Linked DNA regions of Zea mays: region 2 is linked to region 1. The links are chromatin contacts, called in public Hi-C maps. All regions are on one chromosome and are shown on one strand. Each heading gives the region's core, a stretch centred on a gene start, on an enhancer-like site or on the middle of the called end of the contact. The rest is flanking DNA. Distances are from core to core; before and after follow the strand shown.

Evidence for each region. Hi-C and Micro-C count contacts between places; a contact is called where the count stands out from the background.
Region 2: a Hi-C map of ear shows a contact between it and region 1, with 2.5 times the contacts expected there. The contact joins the promoter of LOC100280494 here to the promoter of LOC100304391 in region 1. A contact is called at or near these places in 5 of 25 Hi-C or Micro-C datasets (bundle sheath, ear, leaf and 1 more).

What each region holds. Positions count from the first base shown.
Region 1 is chr1:56,400,054-56,403,764 of Zm-B73-REFERENCE-NAM-5.0, reverse strand. It overlaps LOC100304391, which reads right to left and starts at 1,564. Exons shown (of 10, transcript NM_001361417.1): 1 at 989-1,564. The coding sequence starts at 1,186.
Region 2 is chr1:56,681,915-56,685,625 of Zm-B73-REFERENCE-NAM-5.0, reverse strand. LOC100280494 reads right to left here and starts at 1,634. Exons shown (of 2, transcript NM_001139021.3): 1 at 1,427-1,634; 2 at 1-792. The coding sequence starts at 462.

The sequences.
Region 1 (3,711 bases), core at 315-2,814:
TATGCACAGCTCGAAGCGGACACTGCTGCCAGCTAGTAAAGCAGGCAATCACGGGCAGAACACAGACATTAACAACAAAAAATGTTTTTATACTTTTTTCCCTGTAAGCAACAAAAAATATGTCTCTATTCCACCAGACCTTCACCAGAAAGAAACTACTCTACTGATTCCTGCACCCACAGAAAAAATGTTTTATATGCTTCACTAAACTTTCTAATCAACAACAGTAGCACAGAAACGCCTCTTGAGTTTGCTCGAGAAAAGAACGCAAGATAGAACGTGCCCCGTGTCCGTAAGCTATAAAAAGTTAAAGAGGAAACAAAAAAAATCCAAAGATCGGGCACAGTTCACAGACAGTTTCACAGAAAAGCTCACCAGCAATTCCTATGTTCATTGGTCCATGCGAAACCAAACAATTTTGCACAGCAGAACAGATAGTGTAATGGAGAACAATTATCATAAAAATTGATCCATGCGAGAACAGAGTCTAATGGAGAACAATTATCATAAAATGTTGATCTATGCGATAACAGATAGAAAACAGAAGCGATCCCCCCAATCTGGCAACGTAAAGGGTAGCACGACTTTTTTTTTAAAAAAAACGAGACAGAACAATTACGACGCGCCGCGAGCAAATGGTTTACGAGTTAATCCAGATCCGTACAAACCAAACGAATAATCAAGCGCCAAATCCCTTGGAAAGCGATGGAACAAGACTAAACAAACCATGAAGCCAAAACCAAAGTGAAGAAGACAAAACTGCTCCTGATTGGAGGTAAACAACCGGACGAGAATCCCCATACATGCCAGGGGGCAGCAGAGGAATACGGAAACCTTACTTATCTACGGAACGAAACATGACTAGTCGATTACCCCACCCAAGCCCAACTGCACAAGCAAGGGCAACCGAAAGAGAACGCGGAACCGCCCCGCGCGCGCGGACGGGAGCGACCCGGCGCTGCACTGCAGCGCACTGCGACGAACGCACCTCGCATCCGAGCGCTGAGCCGACGAGCCTCCGCGCGTAGTCGACGACCTCCGCGCGGCGGCGCTCGGAGGCCTCCGTGGGCCTCACGCGCCGCACCACCTCGCCCGCCGCGGCCCCCGCCACCGCCAAGCCCCGCGAGGGAAACGCCGCGGGCGCCACTTCCGCCGGCGCCAGCTTGCCCCTCCCTCCGGCCGCCATCCCCGGTGAGCGCCTGCGCCGCTACCTCGCGGCGGCCATGCGGAACTGGGGAAACGAAACGGAACGGGAGTGAGGAGTGGACTGTTTCTCGGCTCTCGTCTCGTCGACCGCGTGCTGGGGGTTTTGCCGAGCCGTTACGAGGAGTGAGGTGAGGGGAGTGGGGAGCGCGAGTGCGTGCGAGGGCGGCGCTTTGATTTTCCCCAGGCGGGTGTGGGATGGGTAGGTAGGCAGGCAGGCGAGAGTGGTCGCTGGCTCGCTGCCCCGCGTCGGACGCGCGCGGCCGGGGGAAGAGAAGAAACAGGAAACCCGCGGGCGTGTGATGAACAAAACAAACGCGTCGCCAGCGCCCCACGACGACGAGGCGGAGGCGGTGGTGGTGGGGCAGGGTTCGTCCCTGGGCCTGACGGCCGTCCCTATCTGGATCTGGGATTTTATAAGTGTGTGTGTGAGTCTGAGAGGAGCTCGCGTGTGCGTGTGCGTGCGCGTTGGGATGGTGCCGCCTTGGCGAGGTGTGGCACCGGTGATTTGGACCGGTAGGATTTTTTTTATTTTTCTTTAGCAATTAGGAAAGTCATCGTTGTTATCTATATCTATACCTATAATTCATCATTTTTAAACTAGAGATCAATTTATATCTTTATTTGGATATTAATTTTTTAGTTTTTTTCGATTGTGAACAAATAACATATAGATTTGGCTATGTAAACTTATAGTCTCGTTTCTCGCATTGAGTTTATTAATATTCATAAAAAGTAAATCTTAAGTTTGTTTTTAAATAATTAATATAAAATTCGGATACGGATACAAATACTAATGTTTTTTCACGGTTTTTGATGTAGGGAGAAAATAATGCACACAAAAAATTATACAAAAATTTATTCTTGTACTTCGTGATATTGTTAATAACATAGCTACAATTAGCTTCAAATTTTATGTTCATCTATAGTTATGTTTTAGAAACATCCCTACTTTAAACTTTACAAAACTTACCAAACCAAATCATCCCTACGTTCATAACCTTCACTAAATCCACCAAACAATTGCACCCACATTTAACGCAACATCTAAACCAATGGTTTTGATAGCTCGATAACATTCTCCCCCTTACTCAAATCCAATGAACATACATTACTTGGATCACCTATCATTCTTTCCCCACTGTGACCCCCGCCCCTCTCGCTCATGTCGTCACCCTAGCCTCCCTCGCCCCTCTCGCTCATGTCGTCGTCGCCGTTATCAACTCTTTCCCCGCGTTGCTGCCGTCATCATCTACTCCTCCCATCTCTAGAATCGTAGCGTTAGTAGGCTATATGCTAGTAGTCTTCCGAATTGTTTAAGATCTAGCTTTATATTACGCTTAATGAGGCAAGTAAAAAGAGCCAACTAAATTTGTCGGCGTTTCGAGACCGGGGGGTCCCTCAGGCCGACGAGTGAGTGTCGCGTGCCCCAGCCCAGATGGGTCGAGCGCGTGGGCGAGCGCGAAGGGGGGAAAGGAGCGAGGCGGCCGGAGACCGGCGTGAGAGAGGTGGGAATCCCGCGGCCTTCGTGTTCGTCCCGCGCCCAGGTCGGGTGCGCTTGCAGTAGGGGGTTACAAGCGTCCACGCGGGTGAGGGAAGCGAGCGGCCCCAAGAGAGCGCCTGTCCCGTCCTCGTCCCGCGCGGCCAACCCTCTCTAGGAGGGCCCTGGTCCTTCCTTTTATAGGCGTAAGGAGATGATCCAGGTGTACAATGGGGGTGTAGCAGAGTGCTACGTGTCTAGCGGGGGAGAGCTGACGCCCTAAGTACATGCCAATGTGGCAGCCGGAGAGATCTTGGCACCCTGCTGGTGTGATGTCGTGGCCGTCGGAGGAGCGACGGTGCCTGGCGGAGGGACAGCTGTTGGAGCGGTCGAGTCCTTGCTGACGTCCACCTGCTTCCGTAAGAGAGCTGGGAGCCGCCGTCGTCACAGAGCGTGCGGGGCGCCATCATTGCCTGTCTGGCGGAGCTGGCCAGATGGGACACCGGTCTTGTTCCCTGCGGCCCGAGTCAGCTTGGGGTAGGGTGGTGATGGCGCTTCCCGTTGACGTGGCTGGCCTGCGCCCTAGGCTGGGCGATGTGGAGGCTCCTCCGAAGCCGAGGTCGAGTCTGTCTCCCATGGCCGAGGCCGAGTCCGAGCCCCTGGGTCGCGAGGCGGAGGTCGTCGGCAGAGGCCAGGGCGGAGTCCGAGCCCTGGGGTCGAGCGGAGCGAAGTTCGTCGTCTTCTGGGGCTGAGCCCGAGTCCGAGCCCTGGGTCGGGCGGAGCAGAGTTCGCCGTCTTCCGGGCCTTAGCCCGAGTCCGAGCCCTAGGTCGGGCGGAGCGGAGTTCGCCGTCTTCTGGGCTTTAGCCCGAGTCCGAGCCCTGGGTCGGGCGGAGCGTAGTTCGCCGTCTTCCGGGGCTGAGCCCGAGTCCGAGGCCTGGGTCGGGCGGAGCGGAGTTCGCCGTCTTCCGGGTCTTAGCCCGAGTCCGAGCCCTGGGTCGGGCGGAGCTTCCTATGGCGCCTTTGGCAG
Region 2 (3,711 bases), core at 385-2,884, 280 kb before region 1:
ACCAAAGTCTGAAATCTTTAAGTTGTGACTTCCGTCAAGAAGAAGATTTTCGGGCTTTAGATCTCTATGATAAACTTGTCTAGTATGGCAGAAGTCAACAGCACTGATCAATTGTTGGAAATATGTACGAGCAACATCTTCTTTTAACCTTCCACGTTGAACCTTTTTGAACAACTCTCCTCCCTTGACATACTCTATCACAAAATATATCTTGGTTTTGGTAGCCATAACCTCATACAATTGGACAATGTTTGGATGTTTTACCAACTTCATCACCGAAATCTCTTGAATTATTTGATCCATAAGACCACACTTCTTGATCTTATCTTTGTCAATCACCTTGATAGCAACGCTTTCTGAAGTCTTAACATTGCGAGCATGGTAAACTTTGGCAAAACTCCCTTTTCCAAGTAACTTTCCCATCTCATATCTCTGCATTAGAATATTCTCTTTCTCAGCCATCTTCTCAGTGTTCTACTTTCAAACTTGAATAAGTTGGCGATGAACAACAATGACGTATAAGATGCTGGTAATTATAAGTGACCAGCAATTTTAACCATCTCCACCTAGAAAGAAACCAGAGACGATGGTTGAGCTACAACTCGCGGCCCCATTATGTGTGTGTGCATGAGGCAATTGTTGTGCATATATTTGCAGTCCAATGTCATCGAGATCAAGTAAAGTACAACTATGTTTGTGTATCCTGCCAATTTCCAGGCAAGGTACTCCATCATGCAACCACATCTTTCTGCATCCCTTTGATATTTTGGACCTCTGACTGGAAGCAAAATACTGCAAATGGAAAATACAGATGTTTAGACACGAAGTAGTTCAGTATTAACTAGATGTAACTTTTAAAATGGACAAGGAAAATGTTTCCGTGCGTATAAATACTACCTCTTGTATTCCTTTTGGTTCATGAAGAAGAAATAAGATCTTTTCACAAGAATATGAAAAAACTTTAGGGCCTTTGACCCAAAAAAAAACATATCTTTTCGTGGCCACGAAAAGAAAATACCCATGATATACTCTTAAAAATAATGCATTAATGTACCGAGAGGTAGATTGATTTGAAATCACAGGGAAATCCAACTAGACAGCTCTAATGTTCACACATCTCTAATTAACACAGCAGGTCGCGTGCAAACTAACTGTTGACGGTAATCGCACAGAACAGTTTGTGTAGATCTGTACTGTACTGTGCAAACCAGGTCTAAATCAAGAGGCTGCAGCAAGAGTATGTTCGTGTGTACTGAGAACCAACCAAGAGTAGGATTATATTCACCCTACATGTGCGAGTAGTCTGCCGGCGAGACTGAATCACATGTAAGCAGGCAAACATGCAAATCCCAGAAGCTAAAGATCCAAATAAAGCCATGTTAATAAGACAGGTTCTTGGGTGCAACAAGATCGATCGAATTGGTACCTGATCCCGGGCGATCCAGGCAACGCGGAGGAGCCGCTCCCGAAGTCAGATTTCCTCGTCAGAAAAGATTCAAGTAAGAATGGGTAGAGGAGCGATGGGCACGAGAAGAGGGAGAGGGGATGGCGATTTCTCTGAAGATCCAATCGGGTTTGCCAAGCCAAAGCATGCGCACGCCGTAGGAGAGAGACCCCGGCCCCTTGTTTATAGGCGAGGAGGCACTGACTGAGCTCCCTCTCGTTTCGTTGGTCAGTAAGTACTCACCATAGCCACTGGCCATGGGCCCATCAGAACAGAAACATCGATTGGACATTGGAGTGGACTAGGCAGTGAGTGGAGTGGATAAAATTGTTAGGCATATCACATAGCGTTTGTCTTCTGTATATATGAAGCGACCCGATGATTATACTGATCAATGGTAATCGTTGAGTAAAAGGTAAATGAAAACCAACAGATGCGGGATTGAACTTGTTGGCTGTTATCTAAACAATATCACCAGGAAGTCAAAACTAAGTCCGAAAGATGTTGTAGATGATAAGTTAGAGCCTGGAATGGGAAAGGAACAAGACACCAGAGCAAATCTGCCGAAGGGGAACATGGCCAGTTCATGGTTCCTCTGAAAGTTTGCTGAGTTGATGCTTCTCCACCGTCACCTCTTTCAGCCAGTAGTTTGGCAGCACAGGGAAAGTAGTGGAGCTGTGGAGGGAACTGAAGCCTATGTCGCCATTGTTTCTATTCTCTACTTCACGAATTCTCTACTCGGATGTTGATCCGGAGATTGAAGAAGACTTCAAAAGTTCAACCATGATTTTTGTGTGTGTGTGTGTGTTTTCACCACCGAGTTTGGCGTGTGTCGAATCCACCAAATCCTGCTCTCAGTAATACAATAGCACGATTATGAGATTATCGTTCATTAGACACGTACGTTCGCAGGTACCAGCACCCGATCACGTACGGGAGGAGGTGAAAAGTATGCTAGTAGCAGGACGAAACATTAGCAGCACAGCACGCGCCAACGGATAAAGATGAGGTTAGTTTAATTTTACACACTACCGGCGGCTGCCCTGATGAAATCGTCCTATCAGCCAAGACAGATAGTCTACTCTAGTCGATATGCATTGAGAAAACGTTAATAATAATAAAAAGGACGAAACGAGGGATTCGCACTTTCGCAGATAAGAAGATAAGGGCTCAATAGCAAGTCCAAAAGTTGTACGAAGGAATTGCCAAGAGAAAATAGACAGCGTAGAAATGGAAAGCGAGGGTGGATGTTGAGCTTCTTTTTTTTATGAGCTTTTCTGATAATTTAGTTAAAAAAAATTCTAAATATAGATAAAATCTAAGTATCATAAAGATTATGAACAGAAAGAGATAAAAAAACGTCCATAGCTGTAGCTTTAACTAATGTGATTCTCATAAAACGAACGCGTACTAAAAAGCTATACATTTAGCAGTCTGATCTTAAAAAAAGCTCGAATAAACAGGACCACTAGGGCTTGTTCGGTTCTACCCCAATCCATATGGATTGAGGGAGATTGAGGGGGTTTCAATCCCTAGTAAGTCAAAATCCCCTCCAATTCATATCAATCCCCTCCAATCCATATGGATTGAAAATAAACGAACAAGCCCTAATAGGACAAGAACCATGCATCCATCGATCCCGTCGCCATCGCACTCAGCACTGGGTCCCGTATCAGCGCGTGCGGGACTGCTCGGTCTGCGGCCGCCAGCCGAGATATTTTCAGCTAGATGATAGCGACGCCCAACCGCAGCCACTCCCACTCCCAGCTCCGCGTCTCGGTGCCCGATCGTTCCTTTCGCAACCTTCTTCCTCCGTCGTTGCTCTTCCTCTCCATCCTTTTAGCCTCCTCCACTGTGGCTTGCGAGCGCCGCCACCGTAGCAAAAGCTGCAGTTTCCTTTTCTAGTGTCACCTCCTAAATCCACTGTTTGCTTTACTTTACATGCTGTGAGCGTCAGGATAGCGTCAAAGCCCAAATGCAGATAAACATCCAGGTTTCTAAGCGCGGCACTGAGCTAGCCACTGACAAGTTTGTTTGTTTTTTTTCCTTCTTCCTCCGCTCAAAAGCTAACAAAACACTAAGAACAAACTAAGGCGACATAAATGGATCTGTCAGCAGCAGCAATCCATCAAGCAAGGATAACCATGCCTGGGTCTAGTGGTCTGTCAACGACGTCAGGAGCAATTGACAACTGGATAAGCATGGCAGAAGAACCAAACATGACCCTGATCTCTGCATTGCAGTTCTATTCTTAATTAAGAACCGTC